Linked DNA regions of Columba livia: region 2 is linked to region 1. The links are chromatin contacts, called in public Hi-C maps. All regions are on one chromosome and are shown on one strand. Each heading gives the region's core, a stretch centred on a gene start, on an enhancer-like site or on the middle of the called end of the contact. The rest is flanking DNA. Distances are from core to core; before and after follow the strand shown. Region 1 overlaps TSPAN12 (tetraspanin 12). Region 2 overlaps CPED1 (cadherin like and PC-esterase domain containing 1).

Region 1 (3,749 bases), core at 1,151-3,650:
GTGTTATATGTTCTTACTATTAAGCCGAGTAAATATTACTTCAATTTATATTTATGCGAAGCTGGGAAGGTTTCAAACATTTAAGTGAAAGATAAGATTTTAAAAATAAACGAAAATAGCTATGTATTCAGTTTTATTAAAATATCTAACACCATAATACATATATTCTATGGTCCTTATGCTTTATTAGATCTTTTTTAAAAAACACAATTCAATTAGCGACATTAGCATGCTGCCAGGACTGTCAAGATATGTATCCAAACATCTCTGCATGCCATCATTATGGCTGTTCATGTACTTCAAAAAGAAGATTAAAAGCATGATTGAAGAGAGTGTTAATGTTTTACATGAAGGTTCTTTTCTTTTAGTTCATCTGGTTGTACAAAAGCTCATTTTGTTGATCCATCACTTTTCTAATTAGTCTGATGAATGAAGCATTGACGTAGGTCTGCATATTTATGTGGTGTAACACAACTGCATTCATTTAACAATTAATCAGAGACAGTGACATATTTAGGAAGATATCATTTAGTTTTGCTTTTCAGTGTGCTTAGCAAAAGCAAATTCTCAGGCTCCTGAAAATGAAATATTGCAACTTAAAATGATAGAAATGCCTTGTTTTGATTTGGTATAATTTGACTGCCTAAACACACTTGAATTATTTATGTCTAGATGGAATTAAATGCTATAAAAGATTTCTTCTTTTCACTGGCAGTTTAAATAAACTGAATGCCAAAGCCAGTTTTAACTTTTTTCTTTTTAATCAGTTATAAGTTTTTTCAAGGCTTATACCAAAAATAACAACTTTTTTTCAGACACTGTGTAGCATTGGTCTATATCATACAGTTGCTTTTGCCTTTTAATTAATTTTAATTCACATTAAAAGCTATCACCACTATAAAATAAACACTTTATGAAAATAATCTCATAAACTTGTTAAGCCCTTAGTTCTTACACTAAGGTTAACATCTCTTAATACTCTCACTATTTACATAAAACAAAAATATGTACAAAGCCCTTTCCTAGTATGTAAGAAAGATTATTAGATAAATAATCATATGGCACAAAATTACATTAATGCATTATTCTTATACAAGTGCTCATAACTAAGTAACATAGTAACTTAGAACTTGTTCCCACTGAATTTAACATCGCGAGTTTAAGGTGTAGAAATAAAAAAATGCATGACTATTATATCACTATAAAGTATTCAGATTTAAATGAGAGTCTTTCCTAACTATACAGCTTTGACACAACAACCTTTGTACTGCATACAAGCTTAACAAATACCCAAAAGGAGAAACGGTGTCTGCTCTCTTGCAATTGAGGAACACCTCTGCTGCAGACTTTCAGCTGGATATCTCAAATAAAGCTTACTCCAACCCTCTCAAATTAAAAAAGACATTTTAACACAAAACCCCAGCCCAGCTTCCCAACTGTTTTCACTGCAGTTAGAGTATTTCCTATTAGATAAAAGTGAAGGTTGCATAAATCTCAGCCAACTGCTCACTTTTTTTATGGGTCATTTTGTGCAAAATTTGTGAAGTCCAGATAACAAGTACTTAAGCCTTCACAGATTCACAAGCAAAAAGCAACCATAGGCACTTTGGGAGAAGCCAACACACACTGCATTGAAAAAAACAGCAGGAGCCCAACTTTATTTGTTTAAGACTCCTGAATATTCTCAGGAGCTGAAGGATTTTACCCATCCACCTTCTCCTACTGCAATTACGGCAGACAAGTCTGATGCGCCTCTTTCACATCTATTGCTCCCACTCTCTTGGGCTTACAGACTACTTGGAATCCTGCTCATCATCACGTTACAAGACAAAGCCCAACTCTACAGAGGGAACCAGCTACACTTCCAAGCAGCACACAGGTAACGGCACTGTGCTTGGCCTCAGTGTTGTCAATGGTCTAAATATTTTTAAACTCTAAACCTTTGAAATTTGTGCATGATTGATGGGGTTTGGTTATTTGTTTGTTTGTTTTTATTGTACTCAAACTCACTGACTTCCAGACGAAAAAGGTATTTGGCTTCTTTGACAACCAAAGCCTCACCATAGTTAAATGGTACATAGAGCCTTGTACAGCAGAGCCTATCGCTTTTCAGCTGCTGTTGGCTCAGTTATGTAGCCTCCAAAGAAAGAAAAAAGCTGGATACTTCGAATTTAGTTTTAAATTTGCTCACAACCAAATGCAACTGCAAAATTCCACATCCACATAAGAGAAGGTAAAGCTTCTGAATGCACTCAGAATTCGCTTTCATCAGCTACAAATGGTGTTACTTTACACACACAAACTGTGGGGATAAAGCAAAGCCTAGGTTATTTAGCTATTGCACAGCCAAGAGGCAAAAGGGTAGCATAAGGGTTTATTTCAGAGCGCTCAGACTTGGGTTCCTATAATTATCAGTACTTAAGAGTTTGAGTTATTTGTCCCTTCAGCAAGTCTTCTACTAAATGAAGTGGATTTTTGCAAATGAGACACTGCTTGTCTTTCAGTCACAGCATAATGCAGTCTAGGCAATAAATTATTTCCTACTGTGTGCTCTGCAATTACAATTCCTCACTGATATCATAACTCAACACGGTAATAAAAAATAATCAGTATTTATCTAGTGCCTGTGGATTAAAACTTTTCTTACACTGTTGAAGCAAAGCAGAAGTTAGCTGGTTTTAGAGGTTATGAAACGTACCCAGACAAGGAGCAACAGATTTCTTTTGACTGTTCCGCAGTAGCCCAGCATTCCAACTATGATGAGGAAACAGCAGACTGCAATCATGACTGGGTGGACCACAGGAAAGTAAGTCAAAATGACAGCCTCCTCCACCCTAAAACCAATCAGAACCATAAAAAAATAAAAAGCCTAATCACACAAAAGTGACAGAAGAAAAACATAATATAGCTATTAAAACAAAAACAGTGGATTAGCAGATGTGTTATTTCCAGTGCCTTACATGTTTCACAGAAATCTCTTCTATGTAGTTTTAAAGTCAAATGCTACACTCAGGTACCAAAAAGCAATGCATCATCTGAAATCTCTTTGGGGTGAAAGCGATCTCCTGTCTTGCACTTGCACAGTATGTAGCACAATGAGGCCCTGTTCCATCACTAGAGCTCATAAGCACTGCTGTAATAAAACTAACAGCATTCCTAAATCTCTGGACTGAATAAAGTATTCAAAACCAAACAGTAATATAATATGGTTACATGTTGGCAAAGGGCCAAAAATTGATTCCTGTCAGAAGAGAAAGGCACAGAAATAAAACAAGACTGAATACATATCTTTCCCCCTTTTCTAATTTCAACTGATGCCAGAAATGGTTGCAAAAATACACCTTTTAACAAAACAATAATTAGCTCAACTGAAGACTTCTTAATTCTAGAAATCATAATTAGGAAACTTGCCATAAGAATGAATGACATCTACCACAATCAGTCACCCACACGGATTAATAGGTTGAAGGAAAGCTTTACCTCGTTTCTGCGGTCAGAGTGAGAACATTATTCAGGTAGTCTCTCATCCAAGCAGAAACACCTAATACGCTGATGGACATCAACTAAAAAGAAAAGATGAAGTTATTTATCATGCGTTTTTTAAAAATTGCAAAATGATTCATAATTTAAGTAGAGGGTAAATCATCAGTAACATCTCTCATGCATTCGTTTATCTGAACAGCATACTGTCCCCAAAACTGTACTTCTATATGCTTAGAGTTGGTTTGTTGCCCAGGGGTTTATGGAGC
Region 2 (3,773 bases), core at 329-2,828, 120 kb after region 1:
ATAAACCTCATCTCATTATTTTCAACCCCTGCCTTGTGAATTAATACCATATTGGTTACTTGTTGCTGTAGCAACACAATTAAAACCATGTTTTAAAAAGAAAAAGATGCGTTCTACATTCTCCCGAGTAACAAGCTGAACAGCCCTTCTCTGCTGCCCTGTTCTTATTTTCAGTGAAATATTAGCTTTCTTTTAAATTAAAAAAAAATATGTTTGTGCATTTTCTTTTCTCAACATTAGGGTCATTTTAACTAAAGCAATTGCTGAAAAATGTGCACCTTTGACATATTTTGTCTTTCAGCCGATCAGCTGAGAAGATATGCCATTCTTGTCCTTTGCATGGGTCTGTTAATGTTGTCAGGTAGCTATGACCTAATGTAAAAGGTTGTATGTGTCATAGGGAGCTTGGTCTGGAAGCTCCTTTCAGCTGTATGGTGGAGCCATTAAGGCAGGACAACCTGTAGTTGCAGTGGGACTGTAACAAATTGCCATGGTGGAGTGCCATTGTCTCTTTACAGGGTGGAAATTGCCGTAGTGAAATGGTGTTGTGTCTTTAAAGGGTGAATATGGAAAAAATAGGACTTCATTTAGCAGGTCTGCTCCCTGTGCGTATTCAGAAACAAGTCTGCTAAACAAATGACTTAGTGGGAGTTTACTGGTTTGTTCCTGTTATCACTGCAGAGCCAAAGAGGGAGAGAGTAGTCTACCAAACAGGTAGTCACTTACAAGGTCCAAATCAGTTATAATGCATAACACAACTCAAAGATGCCAATGAGAGTATAATCTGAACATGAGGTGCTATATTAATAAGTGCCTGGTTTTGGTTAGTAAAGCCTTAAATCCTGCTCAATGGTGCATGGAAAGTGAAGGAGAAAATTAATTTCAGATCCCAGTTGAGCTTGGAAGGCTGAACTGAGCTGATGTGATGAACAGTCGATAAACACAGACAATCACAATGTAATTTTAACAGGATCTGTATGAAAATGAGTAGTACTTTTCCATGAATGGCTGCTCACAGCTCATCACCAGAAACACAACTTCAGTTTTATTTTTCATTTCATGCACCGAAGTGGAGAATGCATGCATTAAAAGAGAAGCTATACAAATAAATTCATAACAGCACGGTGCAATATGTCATTAAAAAGATGAGTAACAAGGTTTGGGAATAATGTGAACAACTTGACATTTCCCTGACTGTTACTTAAGAACTTGAAATCTGAGCTGTCTTAGAGTTAATGAAAACCACCCTACATGAAATAATGACATAATGTGAGGGCTCTGAGCCTTTTTAGCAGCATAGTAAAAGCAGAAAATACATACCACCCATTGACTGATCTCACATCACAATATTTTGATTAGTATTAATAGTCACATGCCTCAGTAATCTTGAGGACTCTGGTACATCAGTCCTGTTCCCTCTGCATTTGGTGGCAGAGCTAAGCCTCCTATAGATTTCAGTAATTATAAAATGTAGCCTTAAACGGCAAACCTAGGAAAAAGGATATGTTTTTATTTACTGAGCTGCCTGTGTGATTACAGTGGCATAGTCCCTTGGTCCTTAGTGAGATAAATTTCTTATCCCTTTTAGCTGTAATTAGGGCTATTTGAGAAACAAAGTTTTTGGTATCGTACATTTAGAAATACAGGATTTATATTTAGAAGGGGGAAGGGGATGGTTTCTTCTATGCAGTACTCATACACTCTTAAAGCAGGAGTTGCAGTTGAGCCTCTGAGCTTGCAGCTGGCAGGAGGTGCTTGGTGGGTGTAAAGCTCTCTGCCAGCAGACCCAAAAAGGATTATGGTCTCAGCATTTGTTATTTTACATTTTCACCTGATGCTGGTAGTTTCTCTCTGCCCATTGTGTTTTACACCTATTATCTTTAACAGCAGGGGTCCACTGCTGCTTCCAATGCTTTGCTGACTTTATCATCCTCTCGGCACTTTTTCAGGCCTGCAGCTCCCAGTCGTCACCCCAGAGTGCTCCGGTCAGCCTGGGCTGTCAAGGGCCAGCGTTACAGGCAACATGTCCCAGGGCAGTGAAAGCGCTGAGAAGACACGTACGGCCCATCATCTGCAGTCCTGGTGGGAGCAGAGCAGGAGCGCACAGCTGTAAGACAAAAATGAAACCCCACCCTCAGAAACTGCAAGTGCTTCGTTATGGTTTTGGTTGGGAGTCAGGGACACAGAATGTAGCAAGAATGCAGCAAGTGGAGCACTTGGATGTCTTGCATCTCTTATTCTTGCACAATGTTTATTTCTGTACTAGCCAAGCTTCAATGTTTTTGTGTGTGAACAGCTAAGTCTTTATGTCGAGGGTATTGAAACATCTAGGCAGATAAATACAGACCCAGAGACACCCCTGAATGTTTAGGTCTTGTAGCAGCTGCTCCCATCCCTGCATTGTCCCTACTACAGGCACACATACGTAGTTCTTTACACAGAGACCCTCCCTGAAGTGAAAAACTAAGAAATATGTGAGAACTGGCTCTCCAAGTGCTGTTTCCTATGTTACATTATCTCACAAATATTATGATCTGAGGCCCTACTGTTCTGCAGAGAGGAGAAAAAGGTCTCTTTAGACTCTCTTAACAGGAAGCAAAACTGAGGTCTGTAAAGGCTGCATATTGCCAAAGATTACATAGAAATGGTAGGACAGCCCTGTGTCTTTTTACCAGTAATCTGTCTTAGAGACCCATAGTTTGTATAGTCATCTTGTCATTGCATTTATTAGAGGGCAGGTTGAAACTCAGAGATTTTATCAAGCAGAATAGCAATCACATTTTTGTGATTAGCCCAAGTATAGCTCAGATTTCCCCAGGTAATAAGCTTTTATATAGCAGATTTTTTTTTTCCTGTTCTGTTTCAATGTCTGATTCTTTTTGTGTGGACTATGGGAGCTGTAGGCCAGTATCTAGAGAGCCATGCCACTTCCTAGACAAAGGTACCTTGCATAATTATTTTATGTTTAGTTGATTTGTTCTGGGTTATTTATAGGTGTCATAGTCACTCATAATATTTGGAGTCATAGTTCATGGCTTTCATTAGAGAAAGCATGAAGTGCCACATGATTTTGTTCCTGTATTACATTGAAGGAAGTGCTAACAATAGTGCAGTCTTTCCATAGTTCGTTTTTTTTTGTTGTTGTTTTGGTTTGGCTTTTTTTTTTTTTTCCTGAATTCACCACAAATCAGTGTTAAATTTGGGCACTTCAGCTATGCACCTTTGTTACTTAAACTGCTTGGATTTCTTTAATGTTTTTGCCTTTACTCTGGATGTCCTGGGTTTGCAACAACTACAACGTGTCCACAGTGCATTTACCCATATGTACTCTCAAATGTAACTCCCTCCTAACAGTTACATTCTATGTATGGAAATTCAAATTTTAAAATAGTGAAAGCAATAAAAAGACTTGACATACAGCTTTGTTCCAGCCTGCTTGGTTTCATCTACTGTGTTGTTTAACTTGAGGGGAAAAAAAAGCCAATTTCCTGTTTCCACTATTACTATTTCATTATTTTTTTTATAGCTTAATTTCCTCATTTGCAGAAGCACTTCATTAATGCTGTATATTCTTATTACTTTCCAGAAGTCAAGTATCAGTTTCACCAGAACACCAGGACGTCCTTAAAGCTCAAGACTTTTCTGTCATCATCAAAGCATATGTGTTTGTGACATCCTTAACACCTCTGCGGGCATTCATTCATTCAACCGCCACCGTCTGGCATCCACCCAAGAAGAAGCACTTTACTGTAAAGGTAAAACATTTCATTTAC

The links. A called contact is a pair of places that touch in the nucleus more often than the background predicts.
Region 2: a Hi-C map of liver shows a contact between it and region 1, with 2.5 times the contacts expected there. The contact joins two enhancer-like sites. A contact is called at or near these places in 2 of 2 Hi-C or Micro-C datasets (crop and liver).

The regions. Positions count from the first base shown.
Region 1 is chr1:186,940,686-186,944,434 of bColLiv1.pat.W.v2, forward strand. TSPAN12 (tetraspanin 12) reads right to left here. Exons shown (of 9, transcript XM_065048823.1): 4 at 3,481-3,563; 5 at 2,699-2,834. Among named protein-coding and RNA genes, the nearest start is that of TSPAN12, 17 kb to the right of the region's middle. Within about 2 kb of position 2,401, at least 2 of the 3 cell types and tissues checked have an H3K27ac peak away from gene starts, as active enhancers do.
Region 2 is chr1:187,062,578-187,066,350 of bColLiv1.pat.W.v2, forward strand. It overlaps CPED1 (cadherin like and PC-esterase domain containing 1), which reads left to right. Exons shown (of 23, transcript XM_005507728.3): 6 at 1,950-2,109; 7 at 3,587-3,755. Among named protein-coding and RNA genes, the nearest start is that of CPED1, 49 kb to the left of the region's middle. Within about 2 kb of position 1,579, at least 1 of the 3 cell types and tissues checked has an H3K27ac peak away from gene starts, as active enhancers do.